2 separate regions of the Mus musculus genome follow, and region 2 is linked to region 1. A link is a contact called in public Hi-C data. All regions are on one chromosome and are shown on one strand. The core of a region is the stretch at or near the end of the contact, and the rest is flanking DNA. Distances in the headings are between cores, read along the strand shown. Region 1 has its middle 82 kb from the start of Icos. Region 2 overlaps Pard3b (par-3 family cell polarity regulator beta).

The links. A called contact is a pair of places that touch in the nucleus more often than the background predicts.
Region 2: a contact with region 1 is called in a Hi-C map of uterus, with 5 times the contacts expected there. The contact joins two enhancer-like sites. A contact is called at or near these places in 1 of 15 datasets of contacts at CTCF or cohesin (stem cell-derived epiblast-like cells), 55 of 484 Hi-C or Micro-C datasets (3T3-L1-derived adipocytes, the AtT-20 cell line, B cells and 31 more), 2 of 115 datasets of contacts at active chromatin or transcription factors (astrocytes and embryonic basal ganglia) and 1 of 9 other capture datasets (embryonic stem cells).

Annotation. Positions count from the first base shown.
Region 1 is chr1:61,057,926-61,062,080 of GRCm38.p6, reverse strand. No RefSeq gene overlaps it. Among named protein-coding and RNA genes, the nearest start is that of Icos, 82 kb to the right of the region's middle. Within about 2 kb of position 1,965, at least 4 of the 459 cell types and tissues checked have an H3K27ac peak or open chromatin away from gene starts, as enhancers often do. A contact at or near this core is called in uterus, where this site is marked.
Region 2 is chr1:61,777,610-61,781,702 of GRCm38.p6, reverse strand. All of the region lies in intron 2 of Pard3b (par-3 family cell polarity regulator beta), which reads right to left. All of the region lies in intron 3 of Pard3bos1 (a long non-coding RNA gene), which reads left to right. Among named protein-coding and RNA genes, the nearest start is that of Pard3bos1, 86 kb to the left of the region's middle. Within about 2 kb of position 1,547, at least 12 of the 459 cell types and tissues checked have an H3K27ac peak or open chromatin away from gene starts, as enhancers often do. A contact at or near this core is called in uterus, where this site is marked.

The sequences.
Region 1 (4,155 bases), core at 716-3,215:
CAGAGAGCTTTTTGTTAGGCTGCAGAGTGTAGGGGGTTTCTGTTTAGAGCATCCCTAGGGGTCCTGGTGTTCGTACTGCTTTGTTGCATTCTACCATGTTGCTATTTTCCTATTGATCACTTAGGAGAGAGTCAAATTAGCCATTATAATTATTACCTCATCAAGATTGGGTGAAAGGCTGCCCAGAACTTGTCTTTTTTTTTTTTCCACTGCAATGTTTCCAGCACCTAGAATAACCTCTGACACATAGTAGGTCCCCACATAACTATGAATGGGAAAAATCTGTAATCCAACAAATTCCTAGGGCTCTGTAGCCATTCAGTCATGACACCATAACCCAGTTTCAGGAGAAGCATTTAAGGCAAACCAAACAAACAAGAGAGAAAAAAATCTATTTGTAGGTTAAAAGTTTAGGTTATCAGTAATTTATGCTTCAACATATGGATCCTTGAGAATTAGTGTGACTGAGAAGGTTGATGGTCTAAAAGGGAAGGAGGGGGTGATAATGCAGACCCGTAACCCGTCTATGGCACTCAGGGTCCCAAGATAGGAGTTTAGAAGTTTGAGACCAGCTTGAGCTAAATCACAAAACTCTTTCAAAAAGAAGGGAAGAAAGAAAAACAGAAAGAAAGAAAGAAAGAAAGAAAGAAAGAAAGAAAGAAAGAAAGAGAGAGAGAGAGAGAGAGAGAGAGAGAGAGAGGGAGGGGGAGGGAGGGAAGAAGGGAGGGGGGAGGGAGGGAAGGAGGGAGGAAGGGAAGGCAGAGAGGGAGGGAGGGAGGGAGGAAGGAGGGAGGGGGAGGGAGGGAGGGAGGGAGGAGGGGAAGGCAGAGAGGGAGGGAGAAGATAAAGGAGAAAAGGAAGAGGAAGAAAGAGACCTTTCCAACTCCAAATGATTATAGCTTTAAATAAGTCATCATATCTCTAAGCAGATTCCTAAAATATAAAATAAATAAAAAGAAAAAAGGAAGGGAACTTTGGATAGCAGAAACTTCTAACATTATATTAGATAGATGCTTCTCACTCAACTTCTGCAGTCCACTCTCAAGGAAGATATTTTTATGCCCATTTTGCAGATAGGAAACTGAGTATCAGATGGTTAAGAAATTTGTTAAAGGACTAACAGGCAAAAAGTAGAAAAGATTTCATTTATTCTAAAGTCTTAACCACACAGGGGATGTGTTTCAATGGTATCCTGGGAATGCTCAAACAGAATTTGGCCATCTTATCAGTTTTGCTAAATTTTGTGTCACTGAGGGTACTCTCTTGGCAGAGCTGGGCCACTTTGGTGGGTCTGTGAAAGAGCAGATCCAGAGGGTCACCTCTATAACCACACAGACAAAAGTCTGTAAACTACTCCCACCTTCTCTTCACAAACGCTATAGTGCTGCTGCAGCAACCACCCGGGCAGTCAGAACCCCAGTCCCCTATCCCAAGCACTTCTGATCTCCTTAAATAAATACAGAGAAGTTCTAAATGTCCAGAAAGCAAAGGTCGAACTGAGAGCTAAACAACATTAAATTATTAAAATTCCTGAATATCAAATAAAAGTCCCAGACACTAGGTAAATTAGTGGGATGTTTACACTCGAACTGGATAATTTCTAATCTAATTTGTAGTGGCATTTGGAACATTGCTGACCATTTGAAATAAATAGTATGTTATCTTAGATTTGGATGATTAAGATACTCTGCAAGGATCTGTTTCATAGTACAACACAGGCTAGCAAAGGAATATTGCTTTCAGAACGACTACTGCCAAACTGGGATTGTTTTCAGGATATACATGGCTGACGATAATTGTGTGCAACATCAATCTTATCACCCTACAGAAAACTCAAACAAGCTTTCATGGATAATAGCTGAGGCAGAAATAAACATGATTTAGAGAGCTTTTATTCCAGGGGGTAATTGTTCACTCTGGCCAGCAGTTGAGAACTATAAACAATGTTCGGGAAGTCAGAAACAAATGTTTTAATTTTAGTGAGTTAAAAAGTTCGCGAAAGAACATCTGAGAAGAACAAGACCCCTCTTGGAAGCGTGAGTGAAAACGACTACGTCCTCAGAAGTGCGGCTTTCCAGGAGAGCGTTTGGAGAACTGGAAAGTTGGACTCCCTTCAGCCCAGCTTCCTAATTTCTGCATCTCTGGTCTCCTCTTGTGCCAAGAGAAAAAAAGCAAGGCAAGTGTGAGAATGGAAAATGGATACTTTCTGTGATGCTTGCGGGTGTCACAGCCCTCATGTCTCAAGGCAAAGTGTCTAAGAGGTAACGGCGACTCATCGGGACAGAATCATTCTGGACCAGTTTTGAACTGTATCAGTGAGTAGGGTGACAAGAGCATTCCAGCAGTACATTGCTAGGTTTCAGGATTATAAAATATTGATTTCAGAAATGAATAATATGAACCAGGAGTTCATGCATAATCGTGTTTAATGTCAGATTCAGGTGTATGGGTATGTAGGTGAACCACATTCTGGTCAATAAGTATTAAGAACTACTGTATGATTGCATGTAATGCCTGCATTGGAAGAGACAACATTATCCAATAACCTTCTGGGAAAAGGAAAAGGGAAGAAGTAGGAAACCTAGCAAAGATCAAGTCCATGCCAGCTGTGGTTCTAAGCCTTTTATCTTTAATGAGGCAATGCTTCAAGGGACACATTAGAATTTTATGAATGAAGTGTGAATGAGACAGTTGTGAGATGACATGACCCTATATAAAAAAGCCTCATGGCTAACACACCCAAGCTCAATAGTTCATGAATCTTAGGGAATAGCATAGATAGAAAGGATAAAATCATTTATGAGTGACCACTACAAGTGTTTTCGTGAAGAAGGTGGTCCTTGGAGTAGATTTTCAACACACATGTATGGTGGTGAGACATGAAACGATGTCTGGATGAGAAGTTGAATGCCATAGCAAAAATTCACATAAGCAAAAGTAAAACTCCATTCATAAAATATGCATAAGACAGTGGCCACTGGATAAGATCAGATGGAGAAATTCTGGTCAGAAGAGAAAGTACACTTGGCAAAGTGTAGTACATGGAAACTCAATGAGAAGAAAAGACTTAGGTGTTGAGATGCTGTTTGATAGGAGAAAAAGCAATTCAAGTAAGGTTGATGAAGAAGTTCTTAGCCACTGAGGCACACAGTCCTGTCTTGACATCATTAGAGAATGCGTTATGAAAACATGGCTGCTTTAGGAAGATAACACTTTGTCTGATATGGTAGAAACTAGAACAGGAATAAAACCCTACACAGAGAGATGAGCATATCCCTTTCACATGACCACCACAGTCTGAACTAGAGTCACAGAAGTAAACAGAGAAAAAAGGAAAGTGGTGGGCTAATTTAAAGGAAGAGTCTATGGGACTTTGTGATACAGATAGATAGTTACAATGAAGTGTGTGTAGGTGAGTTCTAGATCTTCTGCTAGGCAGTGGAAGAACCCTTGACAATATATGCAAAGGTTTAAAATGAGTACATAAAAATCAGCTCCAGCAAGCTCTGGAAGCATCCATGATTTAACTAGCTAGCTTGTCTTCACCCAACACATGCTAACAATTAAACGCGGGAGCTAGGGAGAAGGGCTAAAGAGTGCAAGGAATGGTTTATAATGTTTACCTTTCAGTCCAAATATTATCTTTCTGTAAGAGATTTTCAGAATGAGGGCAAGGGACTTCAGAGTAACTCCACAGTGTGGAGTGATCAAAAATTAATGTGATCACATTAGTCCCATTGGCCTCCAGGAACTCTCAAGTCATCTACAGTTTCATAACCCAATGTCAATGATTTGGGCAGCATTACCATGCTGCCCTGGCCACCAGTTTAACATATGAGATGTTCTATTATGAGAACAGCAGGACCTGAAAATATCTAGTTGATGAAAGTAACAGTCCTGAACCAAAACTGGGGTTGTGACCCTCTAGGTCTTCATTTCTCAATGGGAAAAGAAGAGGTGGATAGAAGGAATCTCACATGACCTGGCCACCACCTCTGAGCTGGTGCAAACTGATGCTAGCCTACCATTGCCTGGAGCCTGCCCAGAGTATCTGGTTCCATAAGATCTTGACTCTAGTCTTAAAATATAAATTTGGATTTCCTTTTCACACTGGATGTTCATCCTTCCAAAGGTCTTCTGCAGCAACTGTAATGA
Region 2 (4,093 bases), core at 298-2,797, 720 kb before region 1:
ATATGCAGCTAGAGTCAAGAGCTCCGGGGTACTGGTTAGTTCATAATGTTGTTCCACCTATATGGTTGCAGATCCCTTTAGCTCCTTGGGTACTTTCTCTAGCTCCTCCATTGGGAGCCCTGTGATCCATCCAATAGCTGACTGTGAGCATCCACTTATGTGTTTGCTAGGCCCCGGCATAGTCTCACAAGAGACAGCTACATCTGGGTCCTTTTAGCAAAATCTTGCTAGTGTATGCAATGGTGTCAGCGTTTGGAAGCTGATTATGGGGTGGATCCCTGGATATGGCAGTCTCTAGATGGTCCATCCTTTTGTCTCAGCTCCAAACTTTGTCTCTGTAACTCCTTCCATGGGTATTTTGTTCCCAATTCTAAGGAGGGGCATAGTGTCGACATTATGTTTGTTTTTAAATCTCTCCTGTGTATTTCAAGGAAAAATGTTTAAAAAGCAACTAGACCTAACATTTTACTAATGGTGCTGTAGAAGAAATGGAGCTCGTTCTACTCAGCATCAGAGCAGTGATCAGAACTATTCCAACCCCTGCACAGCATGATCACCTCCATGTTCATTTAACCGGGATTTTGATAGGAGTCCACGCCATATTTAAGATTCTTAAAAAACCAACATTAAAAAAAACAATTTTCTATAAGTTTTAAAAAATTTTTATTTACTCTTGTGTGGTAAGTTCTATTTATTCTAATTTCATACATGAACCGAACTGTTCATATGCCAGCCATTCCCTGCTGTTCCTCTAATACCTTACCCACCACTCCAATATCCTACTCAAAAATATGATTAAGTCTTCAACTTTTGTCTGAAAAATATATCATTTTAATATTACAATTAGTAGAGTATTTATTGGTCTGAATCACAGCAGATTCTTCAAACAGAAAGCAAAGAAAGGATGCTAAAAGTGTAAACGGGCATGAAATGCAATGTCCATATCTGAAATCATCTTTCAAACAATAGACACGCCATCAAGATGGCGCAGCAGGCAGACTGCTGATCACCAAGCCTGATGACTGATTCAGTCTCCAGGACCTACATGGTAGAGGGAGAGAATCAATTCCCTCCCACAAGATGTCTTCCGATATCCACCGGCATGATGTGGCACACACAGACACACATACACCCTAAACAAACCAACAAACAAATAGTGTGTGATAAAATCTGAATATAAACAATGACAAAATTATGTTAATTCAAAAATTGGATTAATTTCATTATATATGTGCTTTCTTAATTATGCACATAAAAGGGATGCATATACCCATCTTCGGGTAATAATTACTTTGGCTGGGTTTCATTAGATGAGCTGAGTAATCTCATTCTTATACTGTTCTACATTTAAAGCATTTTGACATTTAATAAGTAATAATTTTAGAATATTTTTAAAGTTAAAGAAAAGAAAGGAAAAATTAGACCTGCACCTTGTGCTCAAAAGTGTTTCACAATTTATTCTTAACAAGTTATCCAACATTCTGTGTGCAGCTTGGCTCCAGCAGGACAGACTTGTAAGTGTTTTGCCTGAGATGAATTCCTAAGTCATTCAGACTGTAAACACTATAACCACGTTACTGGCATTGCCCCAAAGTAAACGGTCAGGAGCACGATGCAGATGCCAGCTTTTATGTGTGCTTTCTGCTCCACGTCTAATGGACAGAGAACGAAGATATTTTAAAACAATGATTTGGCTGAGATATTAATCAACCTGATGTCATAATAAAAGATTGTGTGTCAAAAACTCAATCCAGCATTGCATTCCTCTCCTTATATGGAGACACTAGCTAATTTTAAAGCCTTTGTGGTGTTTATTTCTTAAGAAGTACACTACTGTCAAAACAGTGCCCAATGTATTTCTACCATAATAATTCTCACTGTTCAAAACCACATTTTCCATTAAAAAAAAAGTCTAAATCTTAAATTACCCATATTTACTCTTGACAACCTTAGGCTATCAGATACTGTACTTGCATACAAGAAACATTTCTCCATTTAAGAGGGAAATATTTAGTTTTAAAACCCCAAAGCAGTGTGTTAAATTAAACTTATCAGGGAATGTGTTAGGCCAAATGCTCTTTTCAATCAATCTGGTATTCATTTTCAGCTTCTGACTTCCAAACAATAGAAAATGTTTAAGGAATACTACCTTCAAGATTTTAAAAGTTCTCTTCTATTTAAATATTAATTTACAATATTAAAGTAGGAAAATTGCACAGGTTTCAATCTATACACATAAAAATGTGCACACAACTCTAATGTTTAAAGTTTATTTGTCTAAGTAGTATTGCTTTGTGTGTTCACTATATGTGAACACGCAATTTATTTCATATTAAAGTCTCTGTTGAGCAGAGGATATTTCCTTCATTATGTTCGGTCATTACAATTAAATGCCTAACTTACTTAAATAGAAGTTCCTATTTGGGAAAGAGATGTTTGTGTGGCTTATTTATACCCCTGCCATCAGGTCTCCCTAAAGAAACACCGCTCTATCATTTTTTCTATCACTCTCTTGTGCGCATTTTTCTCTGTTACTTCTTCATGTTCATCATAGCAATTTAAAAATAGTCAAACACCAGGTCATTGAATCTTCAAATGACTTCTTACTAATCAAGTCCATTTACCCACCTCAATATTTACATGGTATTTTTACAAATTCTTCTGGTGTCTCATCCACTTGACCTCAGTTCCAAATTATGCTTTGTCCTTGAGGGGAAAAAAGGAAAGTTCTGTAGCTGCTTCAAAGAACCCTAGGTTTAATTGTTATCTAGCCACTTCAGAAAAGAACAATTATGGTTTTGATGTCATAGTAAGAAGGGATAACATTTTTTACATTACTTGGGTATGAGACACATTGACTGTGTCACACACAAGCACAAATGTTCCCAGTGTCTAAAGAATTGGACTTCTTGTTTCCTTGGAGAACAGGAAATTTTCTATAACCACCCCATCCAGGGCCAATTGCTCCTTGGGAGTTTCTGATTTGCCTTTGCTACATCAGGGACATCATGATATCTCTTCACCCAACTTTTCATCATGATTCCATAGCTAAATAGTAAAAGGGAGAGCCATAAAGTCAAGCCCCTCTTTCCTTTCCTTTTCTTTTCTTTTCTTTCTTTAGTTAGATATTTTCTTTATTTACATTTCAAATGTTATCCCCTTTCCTAGTTTCCCCTTTGAAAACCCCCACCCCGTCTCACCGCCCCCTGCTCCCCAATCCACCCACTCCCATTCCCAGTCCTGGCATTCCCCTATACTGGGGCATAGAACCTTCACAGGACCTAAAGGCCCCTCTTTTCTAAGAGGATCTGGAAATCAATCAATCAATCAATCAATCAATCAATCAAAGATGATAATTTCTGAGGGGACACTGGAATACCACAGCTGACCCCATAACAAATGAGGGAGAGATTGTAAAATTGTCATCTTTCCCTGGCAAACTTTTAAGGTAGTTTACTTTTGCTTTTTTATTTTTTTAAAGAAAAAAAAATTGTTTGCTTCCAACAGTCTGCAGTTTCTTCATGTAAATAAGATTGAATCTAGATGAAGGGAAATCCCAGCAGTTTGAGTTTAGTCACACATATTTCACCTATGTAAAAATAGAAATTCCAAAGTCCAGGGAACAGACCCCATAGGTATAGCTGGGTGACAAACAGTTTCAGTTTTGTTTTGATAAAAATCTATACGAGTTTCTGTAATGACTGCACTAATAAGCAACCAGCGGTGATCAGGGTTGTTCTTCCTTCATACGGATAAAGTATACCACCCCGGGACACACACGCAAAGGCCTTCACATCCTGCCAGACGTACCTGCACATGCTCTTGCTCTATTCATAACAGCAAGAAAAGAATCCTAATCCAGATGTCTATCAACCGCTGAATGGATAATGGTTATGTGCTACAGATACACAATGGAATTTACTCAGCTATAAAGAAAAATGAAATGTTCAGTAAAATAGATAAATCTGTAAAGTATAGTACTTAGTAAGGTGATCTGAAATGAGAAAGACAAAAAACACCTGCTCCTTTCATAAGCAGAACCTAGCACGCAAATGTACATACATGTATGTGTATACATGCATACACAAAAATG